Linked DNA regions of Mus musculus: all the other regions are linked to region 3. Evidence: chromatin contacts called from public ChIA-PET data. All regions are on one chromosome and are shown on one strand. Each heading gives the region's core, a stretch centred on a gene start, on an enhancer-like site or on the middle of the called end of the contact. The rest is flanking DNA. Distances are from core to core; before and after follow the strand shown.

The links. ChIA-PET counts read pairs in DNA pulled down with a chosen protein or histone mark.
Region 1: a contact with region 3 is called in an RNA polymerase II ChIA-PET map of memory CD8 T cells, with 11 read pairs. The contact joins two enhancer-like sites. A contact is called at or near these places in 2 of 115 datasets of contacts at active chromatin or transcription factors (embryonic stem cells and memory CD8 T cells) and 2 of 9 other capture datasets (adipose tissue and liver).
Region 2: a contact with region 3 is called in an RNA polymerase II ChIA-PET map of memory CD8 T cells, with 10 read pairs. The contact joins two enhancer-like sites. A contact is called at or near these places in 1 of 15 datasets of contacts at CTCF or cohesin (large pre-B cells), 2 of 484 Hi-C or Micro-C datasets (bone marrow-derived macrophages and embryonic fibroblasts), 5 of 115 datasets of contacts at active chromatin or transcription factors (embryonic basal ganglia, embryonic stem cells, hepatocytes and 1 more) and 3 of 9 other capture datasets (adipose tissue, liver and pancreatic islet).

The regions. Positions count from the first base shown.
Region 1 is chr4:135,616,715-135,620,849 of GRCm38.p6, forward strand. No RefSeq gene overlaps it. Among named protein-coding and RNA genes, the nearest start is that of 1700029M20Rik, 7.9 kb to the right of the region's middle. Within about 2 kb of position 1,592, at least 53 of the 459 cell types and tissues checked have an H3K27ac peak or open chromatin away from gene starts, as enhancers often do. A contact at or near this core is called in memory CD8 T cells, where this site is marked.
Region 2 is chr4:135,659,992-135,664,188 of GRCm38.p6, forward strand. No RefSeq gene overlaps it. Among named protein-coding and RNA genes, the nearest start is that of Gm30941, 8.1 kb to the left of the region's middle. Within about 2 kb of position 1,615, at least 69 of the 459 cell types and tissues checked have an H3K27ac peak or open chromatin away from gene starts, as enhancers often do. A contact at or near this core is called in memory CD8 T cells, where this site is marked.
Region 3 is chr4:135,472,685-135,477,420 of GRCm38.p6, forward strand. Nipal3 (NIPA-like domain containing 3) reads right to left here. Exons shown (of 12, transcript NM_028995.4): 6 at 1,640-1,785. Among named protein-coding and RNA genes, the nearest start is that of Nipal3, 20 kb to the right of the region's middle. Within about 2 kb of position 2,942, at least 14 of the 459 cell types and tissues checked have an H3K27ac peak or open chromatin away from gene starts, as enhancers often do. A contact at or near this core is called in memory CD8 T cells, where this site is marked.

The sequences.
Region 1 (4,135 bases), core at 342-2,841, 140 kb after region 3:
AGCTGCAGCACTTGGAAGAGTAGGCCCTGCTCCTGGCCCAGACAGCTCAGTAGAGCTGACCCTGGGGGTGGGGAGTGGGTGAGGTCTTCCTGAGGGTGAGAGGACAGGATAGCTGGCCCCATGCCACTGGTCTGCCACGAGGTGGTGTGGGTTTGGGGTGATGCTCTCCCATCCCCATGGGTGCCCTCATGATACCTGTGGTGGTTAGAAGAACTAGGCTTCAGGGCATGAAAGAGCGGAAAGCTAGTCCTGCCTACTCCCTGGCTTTGGAGAGTGGCCCCTGTTCTTCACTTGGGCAGCACAGTTGAGCTGGCTCTGGAGGTGTGGGTGCAGGTGAAAAGCCCCAAGGACGTGAGAGCAGAACAGATCCTGCCTCCTGCCAATGGCAGCATTGGGTGGCCTAGCCCAAGCAGTGCTGGAGAGCTCACCCTGGTGGTGCTGATAAAGGAAGAGCCAGTGGGCTGACCAGCTCAGCTACCAGCCAGTCCCAGATCCAGGGCTCTGAAAGCACCACTCTCTGTGATCCAAACTGCAGGGTCTCCATGACACAGGGTCTCCATGACAACAGGATAACCGGAAGGAGGACCGGTGAGGATCCAATACTGATGGTGTCCCAGAAGCCAGAGCCTTGGAACCAGAGCAGTGACTCACTGCAATGACCATTTGCAAGTGAAGATGCGTGGACAGAGGGATAGACTGCAGGACACACCATGACACACTACAGCTTCCACGATGAGATGTTTTTTTATGCTTTGGTTTTTGTTTTGCTTTGTTTTGTCTTTTGTTTGTTTGTGTGTCCTTTATTTTGGGTGAGAGGTTGAAAGAGCCAAGGGTGGATATGAGGGGGCAGGGAGATGAGCGAGATTGGGCTGCGCGATGTGAAACTCACAAAGAATCAATTTTAAAAGTTTTTTTAAAAAAATTATAAAAAGTAATAAAGAAACATATAAACAGGAGAAGGCAAGGTTCTGTTGAAGACAGGGTGCTTGTCTTGCACTCACTGTTGCTTTGGGAACAAGCTAGACTGGCTACTGAGGATTCTTCGTTCCCTGAGCTGCTCCAAACGTTTCAAAGGTGTTGACATGCCAGCAACTCTCAGGTGTTTTCTTCCAAATTGCAAGGAGCTCTTGGGGTTCCCAAGCGGGGGAGGGGAGGCAGGAGGGGTGAATGGGGAGCTCTTACGGTTCCAAGGGTCAGGGGTAGGGGGAGAAGGGTGGGAGAGGAGGAAGGGGCGGGGTCGGATATAGAAAGCCAACGGAGAGACACCCCACCATCCCAAAGGCTGACCCTGCTGGAGACAGGAAGCCGTGCGGCTCCCACTGCTCAATTTGCATTTCCCTGGTTACTAAGAAGGTGACCCATTCTGTCTGTCCTTCCCTGGCTGTTTGGGTTTCCTGCTTCTGAGGTGCTTGCTCAGGCCTTTGGTTTTTTCTTTTTCTTTTTTTTCTGTGACTTCCTTCTCATTTCACACAGGAAGAAACTACAGTTAAAAAAAAAAAACAAAAAAAACTTAGAGTGATTTGCATACAGTTAGGGAACTGATTTACATGCGAGGCAGAAAGCCGTGTTAGCTATCACACAGTGCTTGCTCAAGACCTGGTGGAATGAATTTAAAAGAACAGAGAGGCGCCTCGCCAGGTGTCAGAAGGAGCATGCGCCCCAGAGTCCGCGGCCTGCCGTGCTACTGCAGCGGCAAACCTGCTCTGTCCCTTGTTCCTATGTGATGTGAGCAGACCCTGGGCTCCTCCAAGCCTGGCTATCCTAGCAGGAGAATAAGCCTCTCCAGGTAAATGGGAACACTTAGCTAGCAGCGGAGCTGCTGTGCTATATAGCTCAGCAAGATCTATTTCCCCCCTCTCCCTCTCCACGCACGTGACTGTGGGCTCCAAATCAAATGGCATGGGGGGTCGCCACGACTTCAGTGTGTCTTCCCACAGTCCATACATTGGAAAGTTGGTCCCTAGTGCGAAAGTGTTGGGAGCTGACTGGGCCACAGATTAACTAGGTTAGTTGTCGGCCGGAGCGAGTAGGTTTTTCTCTCCTACTTTCTGGCCATGTGGCCGATGCTGTCCACTGTGTGACCTCCCTAAGCTAGGAGGTGGTGGTGCTCACCTTTAATCTCAGCACCCAGGATGGGGCAAGAAGAGCTCTGTGTGTTTGAGGACAGCCAAGGCTGCACAGAGAGACCCTATCTTGAGAAACTGAAGAACAAACAAACAAACAACAAAGAGAAGACCTTCCCCAGATTCAGCTTCTACCCCTCAGCCTCAGTCTGGAAGGAATAGATTTATTTTCTTCGGTAATTACCCAGCCTGATACACCCTATTATAGCTGCAGGAACAGATATGCCAGGTATGCTGGGAGAGGCTGGATCGCTCTCCAGGTCACCCAGTCCTGATGCTCAGCCGTGGGCCAGTGTATTAACCTTATCAGGTGAACGGGGCTTTGTGGATGTAATTAGGTTAGAGACCTTGAGGTGAGAGGTCAGGAGGCCGAGAGGATCATGGGAAAGGAGGCAAGGTCAAAGGTGAGGAGGTCAGGAGGGACTCTATGAGGATGAGGGTAGAGAGACACACCTTGGTGACGCCTGTGGTCCAAGGGATGATGACCACCTCTGGAAGCTGGAGAAGGGGAGGGAAAGATTCTCTCCTGCATCTTTGGAAGGATAGTAGCTGCTGGAGTTGGCTTTGCGAAACCTACTTTGGACTTCTGACCCCTGAAATGTAAGAGAATTAATTGGTCTCGATTTGTGTCTGCTGTGCTGAGGACAGAACTCAGGGAGGGTCTCCGCATGCTCCATAAACCCTAACCTCAGTCCTTAGCATTGTCTTGGGCCACTAAATGGGGGTAATTCTTACCACGGTGGCAGGAAATCGATATGGCAGTGTAAGACTGACGAGCCTTAGCTACTGGGACTCCCCACCGCCACCCCCACCCTCCTGTCCCCCCAGTGAATAACTTGTAGCTGGGGATAGATGCAAAAGCAAGAGGAATTTATTGTTTCAGTGCGCTGGGAGCACCCTGCACCCAAAGGAGAGGAGGCGACCTCAAGCAGCCCATTCAGCCAGTTTTTATACAGTTTTCAGGGGTAGAATAGAGCAACAGCCACTAGGCACAATGTGATTGGCAGAACAGTGTGACTTTTAAACTGATTGGTCCTTAGGGGATGAGGCAGCAAGGACTTCCCTTGTCTGTAGGTGGCCAGTGGTTGGTCCACCCTATGGTTTTCCTGAGAAATGCAGTTCAGGAAGGGAGGGGTGCCTAGGTGCTCCAACAACCTCCTCTCCCTTCTAGGAAGGGAGGGGTCTTTATGCTCTGGGGTCTGGTGGATTTTCCAAATGCCCTGAGCTGACCTCTTCAGCATCTCAGAAGGGTTAAGTCTTCTAAAGGGGAGGAAAAACTTCATAGTGAAGAAACAACAACAGCCTCTACTTTTAGAGTCCTTTTTTAAAAAATATATATTTATTTATTTTTATGTATATGAATACACTGTAGGTGGACAGATGGTTGTGAGCCTTCATATGGTTGTTGGGAATTGAATTTTTAGGACCTCTGCTCACTCCAGTCAACCCAGTCTCTTTGGTTGGCCCTGCTCGCTCAGGTCAACTCTGCTTGCTCAGTCCCTGCTTTCTCTGACCCAAAGATTCATTTATTATTATACATAAGTACACTGTAGCTGTCTTCAGATGTGTTAGATCTCATTACAGGTGGTTGTGAGCCACCATGTGGTTGGTGGGATTTGAACTCAGGACCTTCGGAAAAGCAGTCAGTGCTCTTATCTGCTGAGCCATCTCACCAGTCCCAGAACTCTAGTTCTAAATGATCTGTTTCAGTGTCCCACAATAGGTTGGAGGGACCACTCAGAGGTTAAGAGCACTTGCTGCTTTTGTAGAGAACAAGTTTGGTTCCTAGCACCCACACTGGGACAGCTCACAATTACTCGTAACTCTAGCTACAGAGGATCTGACACCCTCTTCTGGCCTCTGTGGGTACTACACACACACACACACACACACACACACACACACACGGTACCCACATCCATACAGGCACATCTGTACACACAAATAAATAAGCATAACAGCCACACAGCCAAGCAGAGCACAAACCATCACCCCACTTGGCAGCTGAGAAC
Region 2 (4,197 bases), core at 365-2,864, 190 kb after region 3:
AGGTACACGCTAGGCCCACCATGAGCCATCTTATTATCAAAAACAAAGCGAGAGCACCAGCTGCTGTGGTGAACATCTATAATGCCAGCGCTGGGGACGTGGGGTGGGGTGGGGGAGGATACTGAGGTTGAGACTAGCCTGGGCTACACAACAAGATCATCTCAAAAAAAAAAATAAGATAAATAATTCTTTTTTTTTTTTTGGTGACAGGGTTTCTCTGTGTAGCCCTGGCTGTCCTGGAACTCACTTTGTAGACCAGGCTGGCCTTGAACTCAGAAATCCGCCTGCCTCTGCCTCCCAAGTGCTGGGATTAAAGGCATGTGCCACCAACGCCCAGCCAAGATACACAATTCTAAGGCCATGTACATTTGGAAAACTGCAGGTGCTGGGAAATTGGGAAGTCTATTTACCACTAAAGGTTCTGAGAAGGCCTGCAGCATAGGGACTTGATTGAGCCCAAGATCCTAGGCTGCCAAATCTATGACCACAGGCGTCTCATGGCCCTAGTGGGTTGCTTTGCAGCTGGGTAACTGTGAATGCAGAGTTACTTCCAAAACATACTTTGGAAATATCTGTTCAAATCTAAAATATAATGATAGAGGTGTCTCTGTGTGTGTCCTTGTGTGAGCACGCACACATGTATGTGTGTGTGTGTGTCTGTGTGTACATGAGTTTGTGTGTGCATGTTTGTATGTGTATGTGTGCCTGCACATGTATGTATGTATGTGCATATATATGTGGGTGTGTACATGTGTACGCACATGTGCTTATATGTGTGTGTATGTGTGCATGCACATGTGTATGTGTGTATATATATGTGTGTGTGTGCACATGAGTGTGTGCATTATGTGTGTGTACGCACATGTATGTATGTGTATATATGTGTGGGTCTGTGTATGTTTACACACATGTGTGTACGTGTGTGTGCATGTATGTATGTCTGACTCATGCATGGGGAGGGAATTACCCACAAAGAGGAGCCCAATGCTATGAGCAAGGACTTGAGAGCCCTTCTGCCCCGCATTAGTATCTAGAAGTCGTTCACTCTTATGCTCATTTTCTCAGGGTCCTCTCTTCCTCTTGCTTCACAGAGGATAGGGCGAGCAGGGTGGTAGGGTCAATCTGAGAGGGCTTCCTGGAAGGAGTGTGGAGCTGACTGAGGAGGAGGAGGAGCATCCTGTGGCAGGGAGGAGGGCAGGGGTGAGCATGCCACACCCTCAGGACACTTGGCTCTTTGCACACTGTCAAAGCCAGCTGTTGGCTCTCTGCCCTGGCTTCCAGGTCTACAAACCTCTCCTGAGTCAGCTCTGGGTTCCAGCTGGGGAGGGGTCAGGCTCTTTCCTGCTTAGGGACCAGCGCCATCGTCAGGGCTACAAAGCTCTTCTCTCTTCCTCCAGGGTAGGGACTGCAGTGGGAGAGACAAGCTACAGTCAGCACAGTTGGGCTACTAAGGACTGTGTGCCTATAGTCACTTCCCCTAAGGAAAAGGCAGCCAACCCAGAACACAGAGACAGGGAGGGAACCCCCAGGGCAGGAACCTGACTCAGGCTTTCTCAGGTTCCTCTAGAGATCCCCTTGGCCAATCAGAGGAGTGAGGGGGGAAGGAAGTGGGTGCTACCACAGAGGTGGGAGAGGCTCTGAGCAGGTGCTGGCCAGCTCCATGGCCCAGCCCAGAGCTGGGAGCGGCTGGGTGCCTCCTTTCCACCCTCTCAGCTGACAGGGCAGGGCTACAGAGCATGCAGGGACCTGGGACCGAAACTAAGCAGTGTGTTCACCAGGGACCCTCTCCCAGGTGGGGACGCCAGACAGCTTTCAGCAACCCTGGAGCCTGCCCCGCCCAGGACTCAACCTCTAGAAACCAGACCAATATCCCAATATCCCCCTCGTGAAGCAATGACAGAGGGAGAGAGAGAAGGCCACGAGGACCGTCAGGGGGATCTTTACACAGAGTGCTTTTCTCTGTCCGTGTCTCAGCTCGGTGCTAGAATTACAGCAGAGACCCAGACTAGATTTGTCTTCTTAAAGGCTGGGGCCTTGGCCAAGTCCCTGCACCCCTGTATACCTCAGTGGTCTCCACTGACAGAAGGTTTCTTCCTCTCTTCAAGGTTTCTTCCTTTCTTCTTCCACCTGGTTCTTCAAGGACAAGCTGACTCAGCCTTGGCTGGAGGGATGAGACACCTGACGAGAAGCAGGTGCACGGTTGCCACAGACCCACAAGTGGCAGCAGCTGCTTTGCGAAGTCCCTATGTGGGGACCCTCAGCCTGCATCACACCCTAGTCTCCGTGTGTTCGGCTAACCCATCCTCTACCCCACCCACACTCTCACCTCCCACCTCCCATCCCCCACCCCCCACACCCATCAAAGGGGTCCCCAGCTCCAGAGCTGGAGAACGTCTAAGAGCAAATAAAACAGACCTTGGGCCCATTACAAAGGTTCTGACTCAAGGCTGGGCCAAAGATCTGTGGTCAAACGTGTATTGTGGATGCCTGGGTTCAGTCTCCAGCACAGACAAAAAGATGGGGGGGGGGTCACTGGGGCAAAGTGGAACACAGACACTAAATTTTTGCTTGTTTTTCAAACTTCTAGGACACAGACACTATTTTGTTTGTTGGTTTGTTTGTCAAACCATTATGAGCCTTTCCCATCCCACCTCCCCACACCCAGTGCTAGGAGTGGAACCCAGGGCCTTATGCATATGAGGCACCCCCCCTGTTACTGAGCCCCACCCCTAGCCTGTCAGAGTCCTAAAAGTAAAGTGACCGCTACAGCCAGAATAATCGTTTCTCTGTGTCTATTGGTGGAGAGTTCGCACAGAGAGTGTAGGGGTCAGACGACAACCTTGGCCGTTGTCCTCAGGGGCCTTCTACCTTTTGAGACTGTGTCTCTCATTGACCTGGAACTTCAGAGGCCAGGCTAGCTAGTCCTCAACCTTCTGTGGACCCATCTGCTGGTGTGTGTGTGTGTGTGTGTGTGTGTGTGTGTGTACGCATGCGCACATGCAGGTGTGGGAAGTCACAGGACACTGTCAGGAGTCAATTCTCTCCTATCTTTACACGGTTTCTGAGGCTCAAATGCAGGCTGTCAGGTTTGCTTGGCAAATGCTGTTAGGTGCTGAGGCATTTCACTGCGTGTACACACACACACACACACACACACACACACACACACACACACACCATATTGGCATTTTACCTGAATCCTGGGAATCTAATCTCATGTCCTTACAGTTGCTGGGCAAGGACTTTACATCTGAGCCATCTCCTGTCCTGGCTGGAATTGTTTTATTTTATTTTAAAGATTTATTTATTTTATGTGTTTGTGTTTATGTATGTGCCTATACATTTGTGTATATGTATATGTATGTTTGTGTATGTGTCTGTGTTTGAGTGTGTTTGTATATGTGTATGTTTATGTTTGTGTATGTGTATATGTATGTTTGTATATGTGTATGTATATGTGCATGTGTGAATGCCTGGATGTATGTGTATGTACTGTGTGTGTCTGCCTGGTGCCCACACAGGCCAGAAGATGGCATCGGAAACGCTGGAAATAGACTTACAGGCAGTTTTGAGCTGTCATGTGGGTGCTGGGAACTGAGCTCAGGTCCTCTGCCAAAGCTGCCAGTGAGTGCTCTTCACCACTGAATTAACAGAATCATTTCTCCAGCTTCCAGATTTTTTTTTAAAAATCACCTGGAGAAAGAAGTATTGGAAAGCACCTTGTAAAAATGTGGGCGGTTTCTTGGACTTCTGTTGCTGTTTATTTCTATTTTTTATTTTTTGGCTTGGACGTACTGTTTCGTTTCCTTTGAGATGGGGTAGGGTTCAGCTGGTAAGATGTTTGTCTAGCATGCACCACGTCTGGGTTCCATCCCCAGCACCATAGGAACCAGCTGTGGTGATCTGAGACCATAAACCCAGCACTTGGGAGACAGAGAAGCATGAGTTCAAGGTCATCCTGGGCTACATAGTGAGTCTGAGGTTAGCACAGAGTACATAAGACCCTGAAGAGAGACATACAGAGACAGACAGACAGACAGACAAAGGCAGAGAGAGAGAGAAGAAAAGAAAAGAAAAGGAAAGAAGAGAAGAGAAGAGAAGAGAAGAGAAGAGAAGAGAAGAGAAGAGAAGAGAAGAGAAAAGAAAAGAAAAGAAAAGAAAAGAAAAGAAAAGAAAAGGAAAGAAAAGGTGTTTGCT
Region 3 (4,736 bases), core at 1,692-4,191:
CAGCTCCCAAAGTAGACAGAGGAAGGCAACAGCTGGGCGTGGTGGCCCATGCCCCATCCCTGGGACTTGGGAGGCTGGTGGCCCATGTCCCATCGCTGGGACTTGGGAGGATTTTGAGTTGCAGGCTAGCCTGGGCTATGTGGTGAGACTGAGTGAGACTGGGAGAGTCAGGCGGTCATTGCATCTGTCTCTAAATTGCTTATGGGACCATGGGGAAGTCTAAACGTCCCCAAACCTCTGGGGCATCCTCTGCACAGCAGAGGTAACTCCATTTACAGAGCACCAGGCAGTGCTATGCTGGGTGAACTCTCCCCACAGGCGAGACACCAGGCTTGGCATGGCTACTATGCAAACTCCTTACACCAACATAGTATTATGAGGTGGGGAGCATTACGTCCCACCTGGCCAATGACTTGAACCTGGGCAACTTGTCTAAGGGTCCGTATTCTTTCCTAGTGACCATGCTGTATGGGGCTGGAAGCCTAAAGCCTCACATGGCCAAGCTGCTTCAGCAACAGAAACTTCCTAGTAGCTGATTCAAAGCTTGCGTTTGAGAAGGCCTACCTGCCTATCGTCAGCCTCCTGCCCTTTCTAACCCCCTTCAGGGCCTAGATGCCTGGCTGTATCTCCTCTAAGGTCTGGAGTCAAACCCAGCACCCAGCAATGATAAGGCAGCAAACTGTAACAATGGCTCAGCTCCCTTGCCAGCCCCAAACCCATACTAAAGTCTACTTATTCCTAAAACTGACGGGAGAACACCGGCAAACAAGTATTCCAAGGTGAGAGATTTTAACTGGAGGCCATTAACTCCAGGTCTTCCATGTCTGCAGGGTCCTCTCTCAGTTCCAGTGGCTGTGTCTTACCTAGCTGTCGAGGGTCTTTGTCAGTCTGCAAGCTAGCCTCGTGTTAGGGAGGAGTCATGCAGGATTCCACATGATTACTGGTAAATACCCAATCAGGTATACACAGACGACGCAGACTGACACAGTAACATTCCCAAGGCTGCGTGTGTGTGTGTGTGTGTGTGTGTGTGTGTGTGTGTGTGTGTGTAACTCCTCAGTTCTTACCTGTTGCCTAAAATAACTCTTTGTGCCTCACCAGTGAGGCAGGTGGAACAAGACCTAAGGGCCAGCCTGGGATACACAGCGAGTTTAAGGGTAGCCTGGGCAACTTAGTAAGCTCCTGGTTTAAAATGTAAGAAGTAACAAAGTGGGCCAGGGGTATAGCTCACCAGGAAAACCTGCCTAGCGTATGTGAATCCCTAGGATTCATGTCTAGTACCACCAAAAAAAAAAAAAAAAGATAAAATTAGTGCACGTTGGCAAAACTTTGGATCTAGAAAGACAAAGCAGAACTAAAACATACATCATAATCATAATTTCATCTCCCAGAGACAACTACCCAGAATTTCTGTTCTGCTCCCTGCCCTTCACAGATACAGGTTGTACATACACCTTCACAGCCTTCTGAATACCCAAGGCTGGCAGACGTGGCACCAGCATGCCATGGGAACCAAGCATGTCCTTGTAAGCTCAGTGGTCACACCGTGCCTCGGTGATCCCAACCGCTGGTCCCCTCCCGGGGACCAACCGCTGGGACCTGACTCCTGTCCAAGCAAAAGGATGTCACCGTCACTTACCATGTACAGGAGAAACGGCCAGCTCACAAGGTGCCTGGCGATGTTCTCGCCTGTCATCTTCTCATGACTGTTGGGTGCAAATGTCACTAGCAGGTAGGTGCCCACGATGGCCAAGCCGCAGCCAACAAAGGACAAGACATAGCGTCCTGTGCGGAAGCAGGGAGAATTGGTCAGAGCCTCGGGCATGGCTCAGGTGCATCGGAGAGGTCTTAGCAAGTCAGGGCAGTTTTTGCCTGTGTGCTGGCTACTTTTAGGTCAACTTGACACAAGCTAGAGTCATCTGAAGTGGGGGAACCTCAATTGAGAAATGCCTCAGTAGGATCTGTCTGTTGGCAGACTTGTAGGCATTTTCTTAATTGCAGATTGATGGGGAGGGCCTAGCCCACTGTGGGTGGGGCTTGTGGTTCTATAAGACAGCAGGGCTGTAAGCAGCACTAATGAGTCCTGGTGCCTTCAGAGATGAGAGGGAATTAGATCCCCTGGAACTGGAGTTATAGACAGTTGTGATCCACCATGTGGGTGCCAGGGATTGAATCCAGGTCCTCTGCAAGAACACCAAGTGCTCTTAACCACTGAGCATTTTGTCCAGGTCCCCTTAATGTATGTGTGTTTTACAGATTGTTCTCTTACTTGATTTGAATCATTTTACAAAAACTTTTAAAACTTTATTTTGTGTGTGTGTTTTGCCTATACAGAGTTACAGATGGTTGTGAGCTGTCACATGGGTGCTTAAAACCAACCCCAGGTCCTCTGCAAGAGCAGCCAGTGCTCTTAACCACTGAGCCATCCCTCCAGCCCGTTATTTTAAGATTTATTTTTATTTATGTGAATGTGTGTGTATTTGTATGCTGCCTTTGTGAAGTCACAGATATGTGATATCATGCCTGGAGCGTTTTTATAATGCTATTGGGGGAGGTACATCAGAGCCTCTTCACACATGCGCATCATGAACTTTGTGCACATTCATTCCCTTAAATGCCATTCTAAAAACCTTAACTAAACCAGCTGTGTGGCACACACCTTTAATTCCAGCACTTGGGAGGCAGAGGAAGGAGGATCTCTGAGTTCGAGACCAGCCTGGTCTACAGAGTGAGTTCCAGGACAGCCAGGGCTATACAGGAAAAAATAAAAAAAAACTGTCATGGAAAACTAACTAACCAACCAACTAAACCCAAACCAAAAACCAAACCAAACCTTAACAAAACTCTGATGAAGGTCGCATGTGCTCATTCACACAGGAAGTGCTAGAGGGAGTCTTGAAGTGAGCAGGGGTACCACACCCATATCCCCAGCACCCAAGTCAGGAAAGGAGACATCAGGAGTGTCCCAGTTCCCACAGCCTGCCACAGGGTAGCATGGCCCCTGAGCAGTGACACTGCTCACTGAGGTTTGAGTGACACTGAGGGTGTCAACTGCTTTGGCTTTTTGTTGTTGTTGTTTTTGGTGTTTTGGTTTTTTTTTTTTTTTTTTTTCGAGACAGGGTTTCTCTGTATAGCCCTGGTTTTCCTGGAACTCACTCTGTAGACCAGGCTGGCCTCAAACTCAGAAATCTGCCTGCCTGTGCCTCCCAAGTGCTGGGATTAAAGGCATGCGCCATCACTGCCTGGCTGTTTTGGCTTTCGGTAGACATGGACCTGTGGGGTCTCTTTGGGTCACTCAGCAGGTGTTTGTGAGGCCCATCTGTGTCCTGTGCCAACTGGGTTCATTCACTCTTGCCTGCCTAGCAGTGGGCCATGTGACAGCGACTGTTCTGCTGGGCCCTGTCTGCAGCCTTGGGTTGTATAGACTATGCCCCAACCATAAAGTTATTTCATTGCTACTTCATATTGTAATATTGCTATTGTTATGAATTGTGCTGTAAACAACTGACATGCAGGCTAACTGATATGTGACCTCTGTGAAAAGGTCATTTGACCCCACAGGTTGAGAACCCCAGTGTAAGGGTTCTGTTTGTGTTCTTGGTTACTCTTATGGTATACTCTTAATGTCTTGTAGCCATTCTGGGGGCGGGTGGGGACTAAGTTCACCTTTAGGTTTTCCAGTACTGGGAGTGGAACCAGAACCTTGAGCACTGGGCAAGCTCTCCCACTGAGCCCAAGCCCCTGCACGGTGGTTCTTATGTGCATTTGAGAGGGAAGTTCCAACCTAGAATCCCTCTGTGGGCAAGCTAAGAAGGAAATAAAACTCCTAAAGCAAACAAAGGGTAACTTTTAAGAGGGACTTTGTCCCTTTCCAACCTCTATTTAACCTGCTCTTAAGGATCACCTTTAGGGCTATTGTTAGTCTGCCCTGAGGCCTCCTGGGGACCATCAATGGGACCCAGGACAGAGTGGAGGCTAAGAGACCTATGTTTCTTCCCTGGTGGCCTATCATACTCCAATGGGGAAGGTCCAGCTCAGACTTGGCCAGCTGTGGGCTAGCACACACTGCACTCACGTTAGACTACGGTCTCCTGAGAGCAGTGCTCCAGGCCCTACTGACACCCCCATGACACAGTGTGACTGGTGTCCAGTGGAGGGACCTCGATTGACACTAAAGCCCCTTGATCTACGGAGTCCATGTTTCTCAGTTGGTCAGGATTATCTATAAACAAATTAAACATGGGACTTCCATCTTTTTCCTCCCTTCTGTCCTTCTAAATGGTTTGAGACAATACTTCTGGGTCAATACCTTGACTCTGTAAACCCAGATGATACCTTGGGGCTTGGGGACCAGGCCCAGGTCTAACTGAGCGGAGGGATATTTTGAGGGACTATGATCAGGTTTCCTGGGCTGCGAGCTCAAACTCAGCCTTATCTGTAATGAACTAAAGGTTTCTGGCTTCTAGGTTTGACTCTTGTGGATTTAAAACTCGATCTCTCCAGCCCCTGGGTTTTTCTAAGTCTCCAACAACAAAGTCCCAAGCTGTATAGACTGCAGGAATGAAGGAAGGGTAATTTTCTACTGGGCCACAGACAATTCTGATGGGTAGCTGGGCTTGGGTTATTTAATGTTAACATCCCAGGAGTATGGAACCCAGAGGGGAGCAGGTATCAGAGCATCTTTCCATGGCGGGGGTGGGGATGGAGGAGGTGGAAGGGGGAGGGGAGGGGCTCCA